2 separate regions of the Mus musculus genome follow, and region 2 is linked to region 1. A link is a contact called in public HiChIP or PLAC-seq data. All regions are on one chromosome and are shown on one strand. The core of a region is the stretch at or near the end of the contact, and the rest is flanking DNA. Distances in the headings are between cores, read along the strand shown.

Region 1 (3,365 bases), core at 615-3,114:
TGGGGGAAAGCACCCTCTCTGAGGCAAAGGGGAGTGGATGGGATAGAGAACTCTTGGAGGGGGGCCCCCAGGAAAGGGGAGCAACATTTGGAATGTAAATAAATAAAACAATTTTTAAAAACAATAAATTTACCAAATAAAATAAGTAAAAAGAAAGTCTGTGCTTCTCTAGATAGCCCCACACCCCAGTGATTTTGAATGTTTATTATCTTTCCTGCTCACCTATAACGTCTTTCACAAAGTTGCTCTCTGCCCCCAGCCAACATGGCTGCCTCCCCTTCCGAAGGCCAGGTTTTGACCTGGTGTTGGGCATTCACTATCTTGCATGAGTACTTGTGTTTTCACGTATTTCTGTGTGTTTTTCAGGTTTTCTTTGGGGTGTGTGTGTGTGTGTGTGTGTGTGTGGATAGGTCCATCATACTTTAGATCCTTTGCAAAATTAATATGGTTTTTCACTTTTTGGGTATTTCCTATTGAATGCTTAAACCAAAACATTAAAAAAATCCAATTCCATTAATTATAAGAAAACCTTTTATAGGCATTTGCTCTAAAAGGTACAGAGAGGATTGAATGGAAGTGAACCAAGCCAGAGAACGTGTGTTGGGATTGCCCTTTAAATGTATTAGTTAGTTAGGTCAAGGTGGGAAAGGGGCATGTATGGTGGGTAGGTAGCCTACCAAAGCCAAAGGATCGTCTCAAAAAACTTTTGTTAAATGCTTCCATTTCTCTCTGACATATAATGTATCTATAGTTAGATAGATAGATAGATAGATAGATAGGTAGACACATATATATTGGTGTATACGATACATATCAGAATAATAATGTAGGCAAAGGGAACTTATTATTTTACACTTACGAAGATTTATTGTCTTTATATTTTCAGTGTAGAAGCTTTGAATCACATGGTAAAGGGGTAAAACAGGAGTCCTCGAAGCCTTACCACCTTGAGATCCCCATAATCTGTCAAATATTCTCCCATTCTTTTCTAACAGTACCCGTGTGCTGGCCGGGCACACTATTCTACACAATGAGATCATGTTTCTTCCACTTGCTGACGTCCAGCCATCAGCCGCGGACATGCTCCAGCTTCAGTAACTCTTGTTCCAGGTCTCCCTCCTCTACCCTGTTGCATGTGCATTCACTTCAAACCCCAATACATGTTAGCAAACACGTGTTATCAGGTGGCCACATCAAAGACAGCTAGAACAAGTGAGGGAAGGTCAAGGGTCAAGGCTGGGTCAGAAGCCCAGGAAAAGCTGGGAGCAGGGATTCCAACAAGCTAAAGATGCCTCTCGCCTTCTTTCTTCTCCAGGTCCATCCCATGGACACTTCCTGCTGTGCAGCTTTCTCCACACCATAGGAATCATTACTCTGACTTCACTGGCTGGGATCTGGGGACACAGTGTTCACAGTCTCATTCTGAAATCCCTTGTTTGTCCCAATTGTCTGTTAGGATGTGGGGATCTCGCTTGTTCCATGAGAAATGGCAGAGGCTTTTCCTATAAAAGTAGCACACAAGACGACAGCATAATCTATGAAATCAATATTCTGTCCATGTGAGGTTTGTAACTTTTAGTACCACTTTGAATTAATGATGTTCAATGAACAGTTTAAAACTTTATAATAAATTGAATTTTAAGACATGTCTGATACTATTCATTATGATATACTCTTAAATGTTGGAGTCATTCAATTAATTGAGTCATTCAACAGTTTTTGTATCTGCTCACGCCAGTGAGTAGGGTGGGGTTATTTTGTTCTACTTGAATGAAAATCATAACAGAAAAGCAGTATTTATAGTCCTGCACCCTTGACTGCCACAGGCTTATGGGCTGGGCTGACAGACTCAGTCTTACATGCTTATGGTTTCATGTTTAAGAAGCCAGAGACATGCAGGGCCGTGTGTTTAGGTTAGAAAGCTTACTATTCTGGGCTGTGTGGCCGCCAGTTGCCCAGTCCTAGGAAGCTGGGCAACAGCCCCCAGTTCCCCAGTTCTACCAAGGAGGCCTCTCATGTGAGGAGGGATTGACAATCAGCAGTCTTGCATAAGAACAATTTACACACACACACACACACACACACACACACACACACACACCATCTATTGTGGAAGAGGAAGAGATAACCCTAGCCCCATCGTGAATGTAGTGATCTGTAGTCAGCTGTAGGCTTAGTGGACCTGAAACGCCATCTTCCAAGGTATATCCACGTTGCACAGGTTAGCTGCTCTTGTGGTTGGAGCGGGATCTCAAAGGATTTTTGTGGGTTTATTTGCTGAGGTTCTTGAAGCTGGAAGTTACAAAAGTGACTATGTCCTTTGGGAGGATTAATAGAATATGAAGACTTCAAGGTTAAGGGAATAAAGATTCTGAGAGGGAGTACAAATCACTGAGGTGAGAAGATGTCAGCATGGCGTCTTAGAGGGAGGTTCAAATGCTGCTGGTAAGTAAGATGAGGATGGGTAAATGACTGCTGGATTTAGGAATAGAGGCAACTATTGGGGACTTGGAATTTGGGGAGGTTAACATCTAGGGAGCAGTAGAAGGGCTTGATTACAACAGGGTCACCACAGGATGGGAAGAAAATGGGTACGGTGAGCATAGGCAACTCTGCCAGAGTTCATTTTCAACGTGAGCAAATCATGGAGCCTGCAGATAGAGGAGAATCAGGAGCAAACCCGGATTTCAGAATGACATAAAGTCAGTGTTCAGATGCTCATGAGAATAATCAACTATTAAGAAAGTGTTCGCGGTAAAGGAGACATCATTGCCGGAGAACATCCTCCAGGAGGCAAGAGCGCAAAGCATTCCAAGTACAATGAGCAGAGGGCAGAGGAAGATGTGGGTGGTGTGGGGGAGGGAGGGAGGGAGAGAAGGAAGCTCCTGCCTGATGCTGTCTCCATGAATACCTGGGTTTCTGCCTGACTTTTATCATGTCACCTCATGTGTATTGTCCTTTATCATGTGACCTAAGATACAGCCTGGGACGTGAGGAACTGGCTCACCTATTAACCTCAACCCCACCCTTAGGAGGTAGGTATACCTGTCTCTTACCCAGAATGTTATCTGTGCATTTAAACTCAACAGGCACTGCAAGGTTATAAAAAAATTCTTCTTGGAAATTCATACTTTTATTTCATATACTTAAGATTAATCCATCTGTATTATATTTTGAAGTATGGCTGAAGATATGGATTTTGTTTTGTTTTTTTTTTCCTGCAAGTGGTTCTCTGATTGCCGTAAGCCCATTTCCAGAAATAATCAATGTTTCTTTCATGATGTAAAGTCTCAGTGGGGTGAGAAGTACAGGCAGATACACCTTAGCCTTGTTTTATAATCACGTCATCTCCACTGGCCAAGAAT
Region 2 (3,365 bases), core at 502-3,001, 560 kb before region 1:
ATTGGACATAGTACTACCGGAGGATCCAGCAATACCTCTCCTGGGCATATATCCAGAAGAAGCCCCAACTGGTAAGAAGGACACATGCTCCACTATGTTCATAGCAGCCTTATTTATAATAGCCAGAAACTGGAAAGAACCCAGATGCCCCTCAACAGAGGAATGGATACAGAAAATGTGGTACATCTACACAATGGAGTACTACTCAGCTATTAAAAAGAATGAATTTATGAAATTCCTAGCCAAATGGATGGACCTGGAGAGCATCATCCTGAGTGAGGTAACACAATCACAAAGGAACTCACACAATATGTACTCACTGATAAGTGGATACTAGCCCAAAACCTAGGATACCCACGATATAAGATACAATTTCCTAAACACATGAAACTCAAGAAAAATGAAGACTGAAGTGTGGACACTATGCCCCTCCTTAGAAGTGGGAACAAAACACCCATGGAAGGAGTTACAGAAACAAAGTTTGGAGCTGAGATGAAAGGATGGACCATGTAGAGACTGCCATAGCCAGGGATCCACCCCATAATCAGCATCCAAACGCTGACACCATTGCATATACTAGCAAGATTTTATCGAAAGGACCCAGATGTAGCTGTCTCTTGTGAGACTATGCCGGGGCCTAGCAAACACAGAAGTGGATGCTCACAGTCAGCTAATGGATGGATCACAGGGCTCCCAATGGAGGAGCTAGAGAAAGTACCCAAGGAGCTAAAGGGATCTTCAACCCTATAGGTGGAACAACATTATGAACTAACCAGTACCCCTGAGCTCTTGACTCTAGCTGCATATGTATCAAAAGATGGCCTAGTCGGCCATCACTGGAAAGAGAGGCCCATTGGACACGCAGACTTTGTGTGCCCCGGTACAGGGGAACGCCAGGGCCAAAGGGGGGGAGTGGGTGGGTAGGGGAGTGGGGGTGGGTGGGTAAGGGGGACTTTTGGTATAGCATTGGAAATGTAAATGAGCTAAATACCTAATAAAAAATGGAAAAAAAAAAAAAACAAAAAAAAAAAACAAAAAAAAACAAAAAAAAAAAAAAAAAAAAAAAAAAAAAAAAAAAGAAGCACTCTGCAAAGGGACAAAGCAGGAAGCCGCTGAGGCTGAGAAGGACGGACCAGGACAGCGCCCTCTAGTGGGACGTGGCTTCTAGATTAATAGGCCTGGCAGCAAGCTCGCTTTTGCTGGTTTTTAAAGCAGCAAAGGGTAATTTTCCCACGTGGATTTATGTTTGAAGATATCCCTAGAAGGTTTAAGCACAATTTCTGGTTGCTTTTAACAACTGGTAATCTCAACTCGGTATGCAATTCAAATGACGGCATTTTCTTTTTTTCAGAGAGCCAGATTAACTGAGCACTATATTCCAAATAGGCGTGTTGTAAAAGTAGTTTTTGCATTTTGGAGTAAAGTGTTTTAAAATATGCTTTTGTAATTAGATTATATTTAAAAAAACAAAACAAAACAAAAAACCTTATCTTTCCCACCTGGGCAGGGTTTAAACAAAGCCCAGGCAGTTTAAGGCTATTTTTAGTTCTGATTACTTATTCAGCTAAAATAATCCCAGGTTCAGCGGTTTATCTGGAGGAGGCACGACAGCTGGGCTCTCCCAGGCAGCCTCAGGTCAAAGCCTACGTCTTTATCAGGATCACGTGCTCTCCGCCTCCCCCGAGGACGGGAGGGAGAGCATACGAGGTGGCATGCTCTGTGACGCTAGTGTCGGTTTCACCAGCCTGGAGCCAGCAAAGTGGAGGAGAAACTGCTGATTCAGGGGCCTTCGATATGGCTGAGCTCACAGCAGGGAAAATAGGTCACTAATGACACGTGGCAAGAAGCCAAAAAAAAAAAAAAAAACCCAAAACAAAACAAAAAAACCCAGTGGCCAGGAGTTCTGAGAGGTCTGCCAAGGTCTGCCATGGGCAGGATCCATTGTCCTTGAATTCCAGAAAGAAAGCAGCGTGCTTTAATTTACTTAAAGTAGTCACAGGGCCACGGGACTCACGGGCTAAGACCATGATCTGGTCCCCCGTACACCGCGATGGCCCCAGAGTCCCTTCGCTTTGAGTTCTCAAGCTGAGACTATTGCTTGTTTTCCTCCGAGGCAGCAGGGGCAAAAGTGGCAATCTTAGCCTCCGTGCTTTCTTGTCCACTGAAGGGGTTCGCATCAGCGTGGCCTGAACCACGGCTGATCTTCGAGAAGCATCTCTCTGGTTCTAGGCAGAGGGTGTCCGGTGTGGTCCTTACGTGCTAAGACAGTGTTTTACTTTATCTTGGGGAGTGTCTCTCTGGACTGATGTGCCCTGGCTATGTTACTAGTTCTGTAGAAGAAGGAGGAGACGGAGAGAGAGGTTGGGAGTGTGTGGTGTAGACCCGGAGGTTCTTTCTCTCCCTTATCCCAGCCAACACCCCTGGAAGGATGCTAAATCAATTTTGTAGGAACAGCTCCAATACAGCAGGGTTGTCAGAGGAGCCCAAGGAAGCTCTTATCAGATGAGTTTCCAGGTCATGGTGCCATTGTTGGCAGAGGGACCACAGTTCAAGACACCCTGATCTAGGGTAGTCTTGGCCCTACCCACCTCATGAATAATTTCCACAATGCCTAGAACTTGCTCCACGGGTCAGTAATCACTTTAGAGTAAGACACATCTTGTTCATCTTTAATTTCCAGGCTCCATCAGTGCCCAGCACAGAGACAGAACGCAGAGCGCAGCGGTGGATCGCATTAGCCAGTGACTAAACCCTCTCGTGTGATAGTCTATCAGCAAATAAGATGGGTCGCAGAGCTGCTCTTCTCTAGGGCAGGGATTAGCCCACGTGGGATATTGATTTCCTTGACGGCCACTGATGAAATTGCTAAAATTAACATTAGAAATGACAGCGTGTCGAGATAAAAAGCTGGGTGGTATGATGTCATCAGAAGTGCCGGGGTTGAGGAAGAAGTCAGGCTGATTTTGGGAAAAATAAGCCTATCAAGTGGAGGGGAAGTGTACATACTATTTGTGATAAGGGACACCCTTTGTGAGTAGAGCATAATTAACACAGAGACCTGGGTGGGGGCATCGAGACATGGCTACATAGGTAGACAGGCAAACACAGGGATCTCATTGTGTATCCTCATCAGACATGTAAAAAGCCAGGCATAAGGGCCTGTAATACTAGTGCTGGAGATCTGGGAATGGGGATGGTCCCTGGGGCTATTGCTGAGCCCTTACTCTTATCCAGTTGATGAGCTCCAGGTGAACCTCTGTCTCAACAAATAGGGTGGACAGTGGTAGAGAAAGACACCAGATGTTAACCTCTGTCTTACACACACACACACACACACACACACACACACACGATTGTCTGAAAGC

What was found. HiChIP or PLAC-seq counts read pairs in DNA pulled down with a chosen protein or histone mark.
Region 2: a contact with region 1 is called in an H3K27ac HiChIP or PLAC-seq map of large pre-B cells, with 4 times the contacts expected there. The contact joins two enhancer-like sites. A contact is called at or near these places in 1 of 15 datasets of contacts at CTCF or cohesin (large pre-B cells), 2 of 484 Hi-C or Micro-C datasets (cortical neurons and nephron progenitors) and 4 of 115 datasets of contacts at active chromatin or transcription factors (differentiating embryonic stem cells, embryonic basal ganglia, embryonic stem cells and 1 more).

The regions. Positions count from the first base shown.
Region 1 is chr10:118,500,315-118,503,679 of GRCm38.p6, reverse strand. Ifngas1 (Ifng antisense RNA 1) reads left to right here. Exons shown (of 5, transcript NR_104123.1): 5 at 996-1,645. Among named protein-coding and RNA genes, the nearest start is that of Ifngas1, 55 kb to the left of the region's middle. Within about 2 kb of position 1,864, at least 12 of the 459 cell types and tissues checked have an H3K27ac peak or open chromatin away from gene starts, as enhancers often do.
Region 2 is chr10:119,063,962-119,067,326 of GRCm38.p6, reverse strand. No RefSeq gene overlaps it. Among named protein-coding and RNA genes, the nearest start is that of Gm33861, 11 kb to the left of the region's middle. Within about 2 kb of position 1,751, at least 142 of the 459 cell types and tissues checked have an H3K27ac peak or open chromatin away from gene starts, as enhancers often do.